Regions from separate parts of the Gossypium hirsutum genome. Here region 2 is linked to region 1. Evidence: chromatin contacts called from public Hi-C data. All regions are on one chromosome and are shown on one strand. The core of a region is the stretch at or near the end of the contact, and the rest is flanking DNA. Distances in the headings are between cores, read along the strand shown.

Region 1 (4,494 bases), core at 785-3,284:
ACAATTCTAAAAGCTCGTTCTTTTGACCCTGAATAGGTACAATCGAGATCATAGCTAATGATTATCGGAGCTCAATAAGCAAAACTCATAAAAATTTCACAAAATTTTAAATATAACTTCAGTTTATTAAGATCTTCAAAAGATCAAAACCATATAACAAACTTAACCTTAACCTACTCACATCAAGAATCCATCGCTTGCAATTTATCGTTACTCTTTTATCAATTTCACCACAATTTATACTCATAACAAAATTCAAAGCCAAACAAAATAATTATCGGAGTAAGAATCCCAGGAAACATAGAATCACTAAACCTGGCTTTGATACCACTCTTTGTCAAGCCTCATTAATCCTAAGAAACATAGAATCACAAAACCTGGCTTTGATACCACTCTTTGTCAAGCCTAATTAAACGAGGTGACAGATACACATGAGATGAATCCCACAACAAGCATAACATTAAATCAAAAACAACTCAAAAGTCTCCAAGATTTATGTTTACAAAGCCTCAAATATGCACAAGTTCAATATTATTATATATTTGATCTAAGAGAACGACAAAATATCTCTAAAATAGACTAAAACTAATATCAAATTAATCATGTTCAAAGTCTTACAAGACTAATGCAGATGCTAAACTTTGTACACAAGGGCTCTCGTCAAAACTAAACTTGAAGAATGCACATATCCAAATCTGAAAAGTAAGAAAATTACTAAAAAAAAAAAATTGAGTATGAATGCTCAACAAGTAACCAACATCTTCTCTCCTCTTAATTGGATTAGGCGTGCTACAAAGAATTCAGAGCAAAATGATCAAATTATAATGATTCAAAAAATAAAATAAACATAAAAAAGGGTCCTTATCTTTAGGATACATTGACATGATATTTTCTAGTCTCATAAGATTTCCCAAGTACTGATCATTCTCTTTAATGCCCAACGCCCGGATTACTTCTCTTCTCTATGAACAATTTCTGGTGCTATTTTTCAACTCACTCTGCACTTAAGAATTAAAACCTAATTGCATATGTAAGAATCGCATACCTGGTACTAGCTAGTTCGACCAATTTCCAATATGGTGATCCAAAAAATCCAACACCTTGTTGAGATCCCCAGCACAAGGCAAAAGTTCATCCAATGCCTTTGCCTCCCTAACCCTAGCCTCTCTCAATAAACTCCTAACTACCTTTCTTCTGAGACCTTCCCCTGGCAAAAGACGGACCCTCAGCATATCCCTCAAAACCATCAAGCCCTCAAGAACCAAGCCTCTGGCGCACAACCCACCAACCAAAATCCCATAGGCAGACTTGTCGACCATACAATTACAAGGAGAGCCGGGCCTGAGCATCCAATTGTATACTTTGAGAGCATCCTTAGGCCTGTCTTTTTTGAGATAAGAGGCAATGAGCATGGTTGAGATGGGCGTTAGATATGGGTGAGGTGGGTGCTTGCGGGAGAGGCGGGTGAGGAGTGACATGGGTAGTTTCAGGTCAGGCTGGAGAGTGAGGGAGTGAATGAGAATGGAAAGAGAAAGGGACTTGGGATGGGGGGGAGGGTTAGGGAGAGTGAGAGCGGTGGTGGTTAGCTGGATTGCAGTTGGGAGGTGATTAAAGAGGCAGAGACGTGGGAGGAGGAGGTTGATTTTGCTGATTTCTTCTGGGGTAAGTGTGGGAGAACTTTGGGGTTTTGATTTGAGATAAGTGTTAGTTAGATTTGGCACAGATGAAAAGGAAGATGATGACAATATAAGGTGGCAAGAATGCGATGATTGCGGTTGGGGTTTTGAAGGTGTAGTTGAGACATGGAAGAGTAACTCAAACTTCTTCCACTTCAAAGTCTTTTTCATATTTCTCACTGCCATGCGATCAAAGCATCCCTTCTTAGTTTATTTGGGACTGGGTTTTTCCTTCATTTGTGATTTCTTGTTTTCAGCCGCTCCAATTCCCCCTCTCCTCTTCCTCTTTCTCTTCCTCACTCTGTTCTCTGTTACAGCCGTAAAGGTGAATCAGTAACACTCAATAGTCATGGACTCATTACTGGGCCGAGTTTGAATTTATAGCTCAACAATTTACGCGGCTACTCAAATCCAACAATATTAACTGGTGCACAAAATTTTTGCATAGATGAAAATTTTTCTTGGGTAAACTATATATTGGTTACTTCACTTTCAAAATTTTTTATTTTGGGCACTAAAAATGAAAAATTGCAAATTGAGCACTACTGTTAACAATTGTTTTCATTTTAATCACTCAACGTTTATAAATTTTCATTTTGATCACTAATTTTATTTTTTTCCTTTTCTAGAATTATTTTAGTTTTTTTCCAGTAAATAGGAAAAAGCTAGGTTTTAAGAGTTTTTATAAAGTAAATTTTTTTTCGGATTTTTACAATCAAAAACCTTTTTCTAAATTTTATTTATATTTTTAAAATTAATTTTAGTTTTTCTAGTAAAATGAAAAAAATATGGATTTTACAAGGAATTATTTGAGTTTTTATAAGGAAAGCCTAATTTATCTTCTTAATTTTATTATTTTTTCTTTTTTAAAATTAATTTTAATTTTTTTCCAAGTAAAAAAGACCGAGGGTTTTATAGAAAATTATTTGGATTTTTACAAGAAAAATAATTTTATCTTTTTAATTCCTTTATTTATGGTCCTTTTTAGAATTAACTTTTAATTTTTTTTAAAAAAAGAAAAAACCTTAGTTTCCTCGAGGAAAAATCAAGGTTTTTCAATAAAATTTTAAGTTTTTTTTATAGAGAAATGAGATATAAGGAAATATTTGGGTTTCATCTCTACAACTGAATAACTTAATTTCCTATAAAAATTAAGTTTCTGTTAAAAAATAAAAAATAATTTTTAAAAAGTAAATAAGTGACCAAAATGAAAACTTAATAAAGTTAGGTGATTACAATGAAAACTATTGTTAATGGAGGTGCCCAATTTGCAAAAAAATCGGTGCTCAAAATGAAAACTTAAGAAAATCGGATAATTAATTGTTGGGAAATATGTCTATATTATAGTAAACATGTAATTGTTTTCTATGTATTTGAATAATGAATAAATAAATTTTACATTTCACTTTATGTCTTTTGTATTTCTATCTTTTATATTTTGCATGCATAGCAAAATTGAGGCAAGCAAATATTAACTGATTGATTGTCTAAGTTCAAACTAATGACAAATGGCACTGTAAGAATGTTTACATTGTGAGAAAGACAATTTACTTCAGTAGATAATCTAAATAATTTTTTTAATCCCGTAAAAGAATCAAAATGAGCATTTGATTCAAATATTGAGAAGGATTATTATGTTGTCTACAATTCCAATTGACGAGATGACTAGCCTTGGTTATCAAAATAGTTGACTTCACCGGTAGAGATATAGATGTATTTATTAGCAAAATGATACATCAGACTAGACCGAAGATGGATTAATTTTGAATCTGTTTATGAATTAATTCACTCATGACATTTATGGTTTGGTTTACCTAAATCCTGAGTTAGCCACTGACCATGCGTATGTAACTGTGCTTTGATATAAGTAGAGGCTTATGCTCTAAAGATTATGATGTGAGCACATTCATGCCAATCAAGGAAACTGATCCAAAGGTCTTACCATTGGGACCTATTACCCGTTCTAAGGCAAAAAAATTTAGGGAAGTTCTTTTCCTTACTTGTGCTACAATTCCAGATTCATTCGATCATGTTTATGCCTTAGAACATAGGATTTATAATGTGTTGCATGCTGATATGTGACATATTTAGGTTATACTATTCATTCTGTGTGTTTAAGTTTGTATATATTATGCTACGTATGCTTTGGGATTGGTTTGATAGTGTTTGTATTGCTTCTAAGTTGTTTGGGTGTTAATAAATAAGTGTGCACTTCTTTACAACTTATTAAACTATGTTACATTAAGTCTACATAAACTTTGATAAGTGTTTATGCCTTTTGGATTAGGTACTCGAAGAGACACTAGCTCAAGAGTGTATATGCAGCTCATCTTCAGCTCAAGTTAGCTCAGAGTACTCTACACCAGCTCATGTCAGCTCACTCCACTTGTAGCTAGCTCGTTCTAGCTCAGTTCAGTTTCCGTCAGCTCAATTTCAGCTCCACTAGCTCAACTTCAGCTGGCAAGTCCAGAAGTAGCTGGATAATGATTTACAAGTCGGGGAGTGTACCAGTGCACATGTGGCAGCCCAAATGGCATCCGATCATTCACACATCCGCGTGGCAGCTTGGATGAGTGAGTACATTATCTGCAGAATTGGAGCAGCCCTTTCTTTTTCTTACTTGGTGTCAACTTCAAGGATAAGATCAAGTAGTTTGTGTTTGAATTTCAAATTTCAAATACAAGGCTATCATAAAATGCCGCCCATTTTAGGAGTTATTAGGAGTTTAAAATTTGAAATTTTAAATCCTCTATTTTCAGCCACACAAGGAAATTTGGCCATACACCTCTTGTTATTCATCTATATGTGTAAAAACAAT
Region 2 (4,107 bases), core at 888-3,387, 78 kb after region 1:
AACAAAGCATGCTATACCACTTGGATGTTGGAAAAGCTTCTTAAGAGAGGGTTGTTGCTCAACTTCAAGCTAATGTTCGATGAGCCAAAGCCTTGTGGAATGATTTGTTAACCAAATAACTTCAATAGACCTTTGGTAGATTTGTGAACAAAAAGGGGAAGTAAGAAGTTATTGCACCTGTTGATGATTTCTTTTTGTTATTTCAAGACTACAAACTTTATTTATTTTGGTGATGTTTTGTTAAACAATGTTGTACTTTAGTTGTTGTTTTTATGAACATTTTCTCATCTAACTTACTGTAATATGATTCTAAGTATTTTGATTGCTAATGTGTTCATCACTTTTAAAAGCATTAATAGTTAATTTGCTTGATTATGTTAATAGTTAAGTTTAATTGATTAAGGGGGAGTTACTTAAGGGAACATTTGTTCCTATTGATGTATATGTTTCTTGTTATGGTTTTGTTTAAAAAATTACCACAAGGAGAGGTTGTTGTGGCAGTTTATGAAAAGTTCCTAAGAGTAGTGCACACTGGTATCTAGCATTTCCAAATTTTGGTAACAAAATCCTTGGGTTCAAAAGTGATCTAGATGTTATGATAGTGGAAACTTAGAAGAGAGTGATCTAGATCTTAGGGACAAAAGTGAAGTTTCTATTCTAGTGAGTGTTGGAGCATGTAATAACTTTTTGTATATATGTTAAGATAGTGGATTATCTCTCTGTAAAAAGCCTCATAGATGTAAGAAAATTGAACTATGTAGACATATCGCAATATTCTTATTTTTAAGAAAATTGAACTATGTAGACATATCGCAATATTCTTATTTTTTCTTTATCAATGCCTAAAATAATTGGCATTGCTCGCAGCACTACTTCTAAAACTATTCAATTTTTCTGACAAATATCGTTCTAAATTCTTCCAAATTCCTCTTAAGATTATATAATAACTTTATAAGTCTTTTATAAAAGAAAGTAAGCAACTGAATAACACAAATAAAGTTAGAAATAAATAAAGATCTCCTTTAGTGTAAGTGTGACAACTGGGACAACCAATGACTTGTGAAACTTTTATGAACTAGTCCTAAGAATTTTATTTATCATATGGTGTAGTATTTTAGTTGCACCTTTGATCATATGACAACTAAATAATAAGACAGTAATATTTGCGTGACAATAAAAATTTGAAAAGTCTATAATTTTTTAAAAAAAAAACATGAAGTACACATAAGTTGTCATGCTATGCTTAAAAATTTTAATGTTTTAATCAATATTTTCATTATAAAAAAGAACTTTACTCTTTTTGAAAGATTGATAGTCAAATTCGACTATTTTTAAAAAATTGAAAAACAAATTCAACAAGCTAAATTGACAGAACATATGAACAAAACTAAATTTTTCATATTCAAATTTTAAAATATATTAAATATTTTAAATTTCAAATTTGATGATTCCAAAAACTATTAAGCACTATGAGGAATCCAACACACATCAAAATTAATAAAAATTTATTTATCATAATCAAATTAGTCATACTGTTGGTTACTACTAATCATAATTTGACATGATGAACCATAATCCATGTCCAAATATTGAAACAACCAAGCAAATACAAAAATATAGTAATAAATTATATAAATATCTAAACGTATACCCAATGGATCTAGCGACTAGATCCAAATTGAAGGAGTAACAAGGCCTGGTCTGTTGTTGATTCAGGCCGCACACTGGTCTGGACAGAACGGGCTTGGGCCACTAATTCTGGTTTTTCTGTTGAACTGCTCGGGCTGGGAGAACCAGTCTGGATTGAACCTGCTCTGGAAGCTTCCTAACTTCTGGACAGAAAAGGCTTTTTTTTTTTTAACTCACTGTTCTCTCTACAAAATCACCTCTCATATTGGATCTCCAAGAAATTTCCCTAAAGGTCACTAAGGGTTAATTTAAGAATATTTCTCAAAAGTGTTTTTAGCTCAATTTTTTATTTAGAAGAAGTATTTTTCTTTCAAAAAATAACTTATTTAGAAATATTTTTATCTAAAAATACTTCTTAAAAATAATACTAAACACACCCTAAATCTCAAATAAGAAAATTCCAAACAAATTCTTAATGAGCTTTAAGCCCAGAAACGAGGTCTGCTTTACCCAAGTTAAAGTGGGTTTTTAATACCAAAAACGGAATCCCACCATTCCCAAATCAAATTGGGCCCTTCAACACTACCCAAAGTTGGGTTTTTTTATTCAATATCCAAGTAAAATTATAATTGGGGTTCAAAATTAATCAATTTGTACTTGAAATTAGTTTAAATATTAGGCTCCGTTTGTTTCATTAAGAATGACTTCCGGAAAATGATTTCTGGAAAATAATTTAATTTTCTGGAAAATTTAATATTTTCTGGTGTTTGGATGAATCTGTGTAAAATATTTTATGTTGTTTGATAGATTTTTTAAAAATATTTCATAAAAGTTTTTTCAATTAAACAAATATACATTTGAGATTTTCTTATTTTTCATTGTTTAATTGAATTTACTTTTATCTATAATTTTATATTTTACATTGTTTTTGCATATATTAAAAATATTATCTGATAACATCATTTTTTAATTACATAACTACTAAGTGAGTATTTTTTATTTAAAAATATGACATCAACAAAATTGACAAAAAAAAAATTAACGATGTCAACAATTGTACTTGATTTTCAAATTTGAAAAGTAAATGGACTAAATTCTTGAAAATAAAAGTACAATGATTAAATTACAAATCTGTGAAGTGTACATAGACTTATGACATATTTTAACTTTTATACTACAAAACATTTATTATTAATATATTTATAATTGTAATAATTATTTATTATTAAAATATTAATATTGAATATTTTCAATAATATGTGAATTGTTATGAATATCTTATTAAGTGGATGTCCATCATGATCAAGATAAAGTTTTGATGTACTTTAAAAGCATTGTAATCACTCATTTGATTAATAAAGTACATTCTTTGTTGCTTTCATATTTTTTTTATTCTTTATTCTTTATTCTTTATTCTCTCCATCTCTCTTTATTTTATAACACGTTATCAGCACAATCTTGCTCAAAGTGATAGTTCCTTTTATCGACGATCAAATTTATCCTCCATGATTTTCAATTTCTTTGACGACAATATGCAAAGTTTTTACATGAAGTTTCTTTTATTTAATGTTTCATATCTGATTATTATTTTTCATTCTTCTTTCATTATATGTTATCGTTGTTTTGATTAACTTCTTTTACATTTTGTTCTTAAGGATGGTGAAAGATTTGATATCGTTATCTATATGAAATCAAGAATATTTTCGAACTATCTCATACCTTCTAGTGATGACGATGATGTTAAAAATCTTCAAGTATATTTTACTATGTTTTATTTATTGTTTATTATAATGGGAGACTAATAATGACAATATGCATAGATAGATTTTGAATTGAAATATCACGTATGTTTACGATGGTAATTACGAAATAAAGAATCTATTGGGATGCTTATAAGTCTGTCCTACTAGATTTGTTACATTCCTCGAAGTGAATGTAAACATGAAGAAAATAAAAGATATATTCATGGACCACTAAAGTGGGAACATAGTAATAAATAAGAGAACAATAAGAGTTCTCAAGATAACTCTTCAAAGAGTAAAGATAACTTATGTTATCAATGTGAAATGAAATATTATTGGCCACATATGATATTTTATTTTTGTTAATATTCTTTGAGGAAGGATACGAGAATGTAGTAATAAATTCTATCATTATAGATAGAAAGTATTTATCTTATTTGGTACTAAAACAAATAAATATTATTCCAATATTTGATAATACAAAATTAGTTGAAAGCTCCAGAAGAGCTAATATATCACTATCTAAAAAGCACAAAATTAGTGATGATTAATGCATTACTTTTAAAAGTTATTTGTAATGGATCTCATATTGAGATTGTGAATAAAGAAAAGATTATATTTCATATGAATAAAAAAAGGGAATTGAGTTATTAATTTATAATATTTATGATATTCTTTTGTTATCACCCCTATTAAAGGGTTGAAAGCAAAATATTTAACTGTGAAAAATCTAATC

The links. Hi-C and Micro-C count contacts between places; a contact is called where the count stands out from the background.
Region 2: a contact with region 1 is called in a Hi-C map of leaf, with 4 times the contacts expected there. The contact joins the enhancer-like site here to the promoter of LOC107927567 in region 1. A contact is called at or near these places in 7 of 34 Hi-C or Micro-C datasets (callus, cotyledon, fibers and 2 more).

Annotation. Positions count from the first base shown.
Region 1 is chrA12:9,961,684-9,966,177 of Gossypium_hirsutum_v2.1, forward strand. It overlaps LOC107927567, which reads right to left and starts at 2,035. Exons shown (of 2, transcript XM_016858663.2): 1 at 1,046-2,035; 2 at 576-789. The coding sequence starts at 1,862. The coding sequence ends at 1,056.
Region 2 is chrA12:10,039,729-10,043,835 of Gossypium_hirsutum_v2.1, forward strand. No RefSeq gene overlaps it. Among protein-coding and RNA genes, the nearest start is that of LOC107927535, 5.6 kb to the right of the region's middle. Within about 2 kb of position 2,138, at least 2 of the 9 cell types and tissues checked have an H3K27ac peak or open chromatin away from gene starts, as enhancers often do. A contact at or near this core is called in leaf, where this site is marked.